2 separate regions of the Danio rerio genome follow, and region 2 is linked to region 1. The links are chromatin contacts, called in public Hi-C maps. All regions are on one chromosome and are shown on one strand. The core of a region is the stretch at or near the end of the contact, and the rest is flanking DNA. Distances in the headings are between cores, read along the strand shown. Region 1 overlaps lrp1ab (low density lipoprotein receptor-related protein 1Ab). Region 2 overlaps lrp1ab (low density lipoprotein receptor-related protein 1Ab).

Region 1 (2,763 bases), core at 77-2,576:
AAAAGCCAGGAGTGAAACCAACTCTTTAAACTGCAACTTGTTTGGAGGTTATTCCATGCAAGAGGTGTTGCCTATTTAAAAGCCTTTTCCCCAAATTTCAGTATGCGCCATATTGTTCCTATAATAAAAAATACAAATAAAATTTCTCAGAGTCCGAAAGCTATAGCTCGAGACAGTTTGTTTATTTATTTATTTATTTATTTATTTTTTACAAATTTAAGTTTACAGATATGAGGGGAGTAAACCCAGAATAGATTTAATGATACACTGGGTCTGGACAGAATGACTTTAAATCATATCATGAAAAGTGAAGTTACTAAATGTTTTCTAAAAGCAATGTAAATTATTGGGGAAAAAACTAAATAATAACCAAAAATCCTAAAAAAAAATATCGGGTCGACACGGTGTCACAGTGGGTAGTAATGTTCCTCTACAGCAAGTAGGTCACTGGTTCGAGCCCCGGCTGGGCCAGTTGTCATTTCTGTGTAGAGTTTACATGTTCTCCCAGTGTTGGCCTTGGTTTCCTCCAGGTGCTCCTGTCTCCCCCACAGTCCAAAGACTTGCTTTATAGGTTAATTGAATAAACAAAAATGTCCGTAGTGCATGTATATGTGTGAATGAGAGTGTATGGGTGTTTCCTAGAGCTGGGTTGCAGCTGAAAGGGCATCCTTTGCGTAATACCATATGCTGGATAAGTTGGCAGCTCATTCCGCTGTGGCAACCCCTGATTAACAAAGGACTAAGCCAAAAAGAAAATGAATGAATGAATGAATCTTGAAAATAGAAAATGTTTCACTGTCAAAATTGAGTCATTATTTATTTATTTTTTTAAATATATATTTAAATTAGATTTATTTATATTTCTGTCATGACTTGTTTTTCTTCAATTCCCTAAAGCATACACTTCATTCATAATAATTTTTCTTTTCTTCCAGAAAAGTGTTCTTCACAGATTATGGCCAGACCCCAAAAGTAGAGCGCTGTGATATGGACGGGCAGAACCGCACCAAACTAGTGGACAGTAAAATCGTCTTCCCTAACGGCATCACTCTGGACCTGGCCAACAAGCTGGTGTACTGGACTGATGCTTACTTAGATTATATTGAGGTGGTGGATTACGAAGGCAAGAACCGGCACACCATCATTCAGGGCTTACTGGTATGTCTGAAGTGTCACACTTGTGTGTCTTTGTGAACGCCAAACACATGCCTGCTGTAAAAGATGTGTTTGTTTGGAGCCTTGACCTCCATCTCAGTATGTTACTGACATCGACGTCATTATCACTCATGAGTTTGTGGAACTGAGAGAGTCACACGATCATCAGGACTGAAAGATCAGCATTAGATCATCCGAAACATTGTGCAAGTGCATTGTGTCTGGAAACATTTCAGTCCTGGTTTACATTCAGTGTATCGCCAAAATAAACACTACTTGTTGTACCTTGCACTGTTAGTGTTACAATTGTCCTACTTAAGTTAATATATTTTGCTCTTTTTTATTTTCAAATACATTTTTTTTCCTTAAATATTTCCCAAGTGATGTTTAATGGAACAAGAACATTTTCACAGTTTTTTACTATCATATTTTTTTCTTCTTGAGAAAGCAGTTTCTAAATTTTGTAAACAATTTTGAGGTCAATATTATTAGCCCCCTTAAGAAGTTCTATATTTTTTTGTTAATTGGCTACAGAATTAACTACTAACTTGCTTATTTAATCTAATTAACCTACGTAAACGCTTTAAGTTCCACTTTTAAGAAAATATTATGTTCTGTCTTCATGGCAAAGACCAAAGAAAATAGTTATTAGATATTTTTTATTAAAACTTATGTTTAAAAATGTGTCTCCTTTAAACAGCACTTGGGAATTAATTTGAAAAGATTTTAAATTTCAATCATTTTAACATCAACTGTATCATATCATGAATCAGTCAGTTAATAACACTGAAGATACAGAAACCAAATGTCTCAAAAGCAATCTAGAATTTTTCTGTTATGCATTAAAATATTCTATAAAAAAACGAAGCATGGATTTTAAATGCTTTGAATTGATTATTGAATTAAATTGTCATCATCAATAGTTTGAATTGGTTTAGTTCAGTTTATATTTATATATTTATTTCATTTTTATATGTGGTGTGGCAAACACTATGCTCTGCCATGTATTTAATTAATATATAAATTTTAATCTTTTAATTCTGCTTGTTTTGGCAGATTGAGCATCTGTATGGTTTAACAGTGTTTGAGAACTATCTGTATGCCACCAACTCTGACAACGCCAACATGCAACCCAAAACCAGCGTCATCAGAGTCAACCGATTCAACAGCTCTGACTTCCAGGTGGTCACGCGTGTGGATAAAGGTGGCGCTCTTCATGTTTACCACCAGAGACGCCAACCCACAGGTACAACACAAAAATGCTTTTTTTTTTCAATTTCTAAATTCAAAAATAGGGAAGCATTTCAAGCAGTCTATTCTGTATGTCATGTTTTTTATATTTGATTTTATTGAAAAGTTGGAATTTATTTATTTAAATTCAGCTTAATTTTTATTGCATTTTGGCACAGAATGTTCATAAATGGCAAAAATATTTGATCTTATTTGGCTACTTTTGGGCAAGGATGAAAATCTTCTTTCTGCTGATTGGTCAACCAAAAATCTGACCGTACAGTTCTACATAACAATTTTAAAAAACCTGTGTACACTTACATTTGTACAGGCTATTTTTTTTGTTTGTTTGTTTTTTTACAAATGCATTTAATGTCT
Region 2 (2,763 bases), core at 121-2,620, 42 kb before region 1:
CAACAGTAAAGCAACAATAATAATGTGAATGCAGAGACCAATTAGCTGTGTTTAAGAAAGTGCTAAGCAGCGCTCAAATGCTAGTGAGAAATATATAATTTAAAAGATTTTGTATGAATTGGTATCAAAGTTGATACTTTTAACAAACATAACAACATTGTGTCACTGCTGTAGTTTAGTTTTTCTTTCAAGCTTTCTTGCTAGCTTTACATTTAATTAAACAATTAGTAAATTATTGCAGCCAAGATCACAGTTTTCTGTCTAATTGTTTACTTTTGTAACTCTAGTCATGTAATAAGTGTAATAATGTACATCTAGCTAGCTGTTTTTTCAAAGAGTAAAGCCCTTCAGTCTTATATAACAGCCCTCTGCCTCACAAATAGGCTATCAGTATGCTAATAAGCCTGTCAGATTTTGTTCTGTGTGAACAACCGGCTAGATGTATATTAACTATTACTTAACTGTATAGAACTCTGGCACAATGACTCCGTGGTTAGCTCTGTCACCTTACAGCAAGAAGGTCGCTGGTTCGAGTCCCAGCTGGGTCAGTTGGCATTTCTGTGTGGAGTTTGCATGTTCTCCCTGTGCTTGCGTTAGTTTCCTCAGGGTACTTCGGTTTCGCCGATTGCAAAGACGTGCACTATAGGTGAATTGGGGAAAACAAAATTGGCTGTAGTGTATGAGTGCGTGTGTGAATGAGAGTGTATGGGTGTTTCCAAGTGCTGGCTTGCAGCTGAAAGGGCATTCACTGTGTAAAACGTATGCCTAAATAGTTAGTGGTTCATTCTGCTGTGGCAACTCCTGATAAATAAGCTAAAGGAAAACAAATACATGAAAGACTAATGGAACCTTACTGTAAAGTAGAACCAAAATATCAACTAAAACTAAGGATCATATTATTATATATTTTGAATAATGTTAAGAAAAACACTGATTTTAAATTCATATGGTGTCTTTCTTTCAGACAGATATATCATAATTAGATGCAAGGATCTGAACCTGAGGGTGCTGGTTAGCATCATCCTCACATACGTTATCAGACTCATCTTGTTAGTGCCCAAACTCTTGAGAGTCGCCGTTTCATCCAGCTGACATATATCTTTAATGAAATGATCTGCCCACTTAGCAAGTAATTGAAAGAAATTAGACTGACAGTTAAATCAAATTTCAAAAGGGAAGGCTTAGATTGGAGGGTCAAAACAATCCCTGTGATGTTAATCCCGGTCTGTTCAGCACCATATTTCCATACTGAAGGAATGCCAGAATGACAGACCTTAGGTTTTAAAGGCCGGATGATAAACAACGTGCCTTTCTGATCTGGCCCCCGTCTGACGCTCACACACTTTACTTGTCCTCCGGCTCAAATCCTGACCCTTTGAACCCTGAGGTAAACACTCGCCCGCTCTTCCACACACACGTTCAGCACACAAAAACATACACTGGGATGTATTTTCCTGTTGGTGTTTGCCCGTTTCCACTTTCACAGAATGGTTTACAGTTTCACAAGCTTTACTGTGTTTTCACAGAACAGACGCGGAGATTGTGCAAGAATCTCAGCTGCAATGTTTTCAAAACATATTTTGTCAGTCTATATTTCTAAGTAATTAGAGTTGTTGACAAATGGGCAGAGAGAGGGAGGCAGGCATGAGATTATTACCGTGCGATACGTCTGCAGGATAGAGAAATCAGTGATGGGAATGCGAATAACCAAGCCTCCCTCTAATATTAGCCGTGCTTATGCTAGTCTGGTTCCTCATATTCTGGGCTTTGCAAATTCCCTCCCTTGCTGAGCTGGAAAGCGTCTCAATGCCGGTTTGATTGTGTTTTCCCTCTTGGCTGATTTAATTGACTCCCCGCAGTCTTGATTTAATCATTCTGCACTAAAGCCTCTCAGAGATGTTTCAAGGTCTGTCCAGTTTCTCCCACTATGAAGACACGGGCCAAACTCTGTCAGTACCTCTCCAAAACAGCTTTCTGATGAAGATCTTGAGATTTAGAGCTTTCAAACTTGGAGCGGCGATGACAATTTGTACAAAAATGTCTCTGGTCAGCTCTCGTTGCGCCATATGCACATTTCCAACATTTTTTAAAATTAACATTTTTTCTTTTTACTCTTTAAAATGGGTTATTTCACAACAGAGTGGAGGAATATGTTTTATTATAGAGCTATTTCCCAACATCTGATCTCATGTTACTGGCAGTTGATTGGTGATTTTTCTTTTTTTATGGCTTTTAAAAAGGAGGCTGATTTTTTTATTTTTTATTTTTTTTTTGTGAAAGGCATTTTAGTTTTTTGTTTTCTAGCTGTTTTTTTTTTTTTTACTTGCTAGTGAAATCCTCTTTTAGAAAGTTTGATTGTTTTATATAGATGTTAGATATTTTATTAAGTAGTGAAATTATCATTTACAGTTTTGAAGTTTCATTGGCTTTAGTATTTTTAAGGAGTTAGCCATTTCAATCAGCAGTGGAAATTAGACTTACAGTTATGACTAGTTTACTATTTTGTAGCTGTTAGCAATTTTAGTTAGCATTAAAAATCTCATTTACTGTAAGAAAGTTTGATTTGTTTAAGCTTTTCGCAAGCAGTGAGCTCAAATTGCTGTGAAAATCAAATTTAGGGTTACATATTATGATTCGGTTTAGTTTAGTTAGCCTATTTAACCATTAGCCTGTTAGCTTTTTCGTTTAGCAACAGTCTTCACAGTTACAAATTTTATTAATTCAGCATATTAAAGCAATTTTTCATTTCAATAAGCATTACAA

What was found. Hi-C and Micro-C count contacts between places; a contact is called where the count stands out from the background.
Region 2: a Hi-C map of an unstated tissue shows a contact between it and region 1, with 2.6 times the contacts expected there. The contact joins two enhancer-like sites. A contact is called at or near these places in 2 of 18 Hi-C or Micro-C datasets (caudal fin and an unstated tissue).

Annotation. Positions count from the first base shown.
Region 1 is chr23:28,506,819-28,509,581 of GRCz12tu, reverse strand. lrp1ab (low density lipoprotein receptor-related protein 1Ab) reads left to right here. Exons shown (of 90, transcript XM_021469971.2): 8 at 936-1,158; 9 at 2,212-2,401. Among named protein-coding and RNA genes, the nearest start is that of lrp1ab, 120 kb to the left of the region's middle. Within about 2 kb of position 1,326, at least 8 of the 62 cell types and tissues checked have an H3K27ac peak or open chromatin away from gene starts, as enhancers often do. A contact at or near this core is called in caudal fin, where this site is marked.
Region 2 is chr23:28,549,313-28,552,075 of GRCz12tu, reverse strand. The region is part of intron 3 of lrp1ab (low density lipoprotein receptor-related protein 1Ab); the gene reads left to right. Among named protein-coding and RNA genes, the nearest start is that of lrp1ab, 81 kb to the left of the region's middle. Within about 2 kb of position 1,370, at least 8 of the 62 cell types and tissues checked have an H3K27ac peak or open chromatin away from gene starts, as enhancers often do. A contact at or near this core is called in caudal fin, where this site is marked.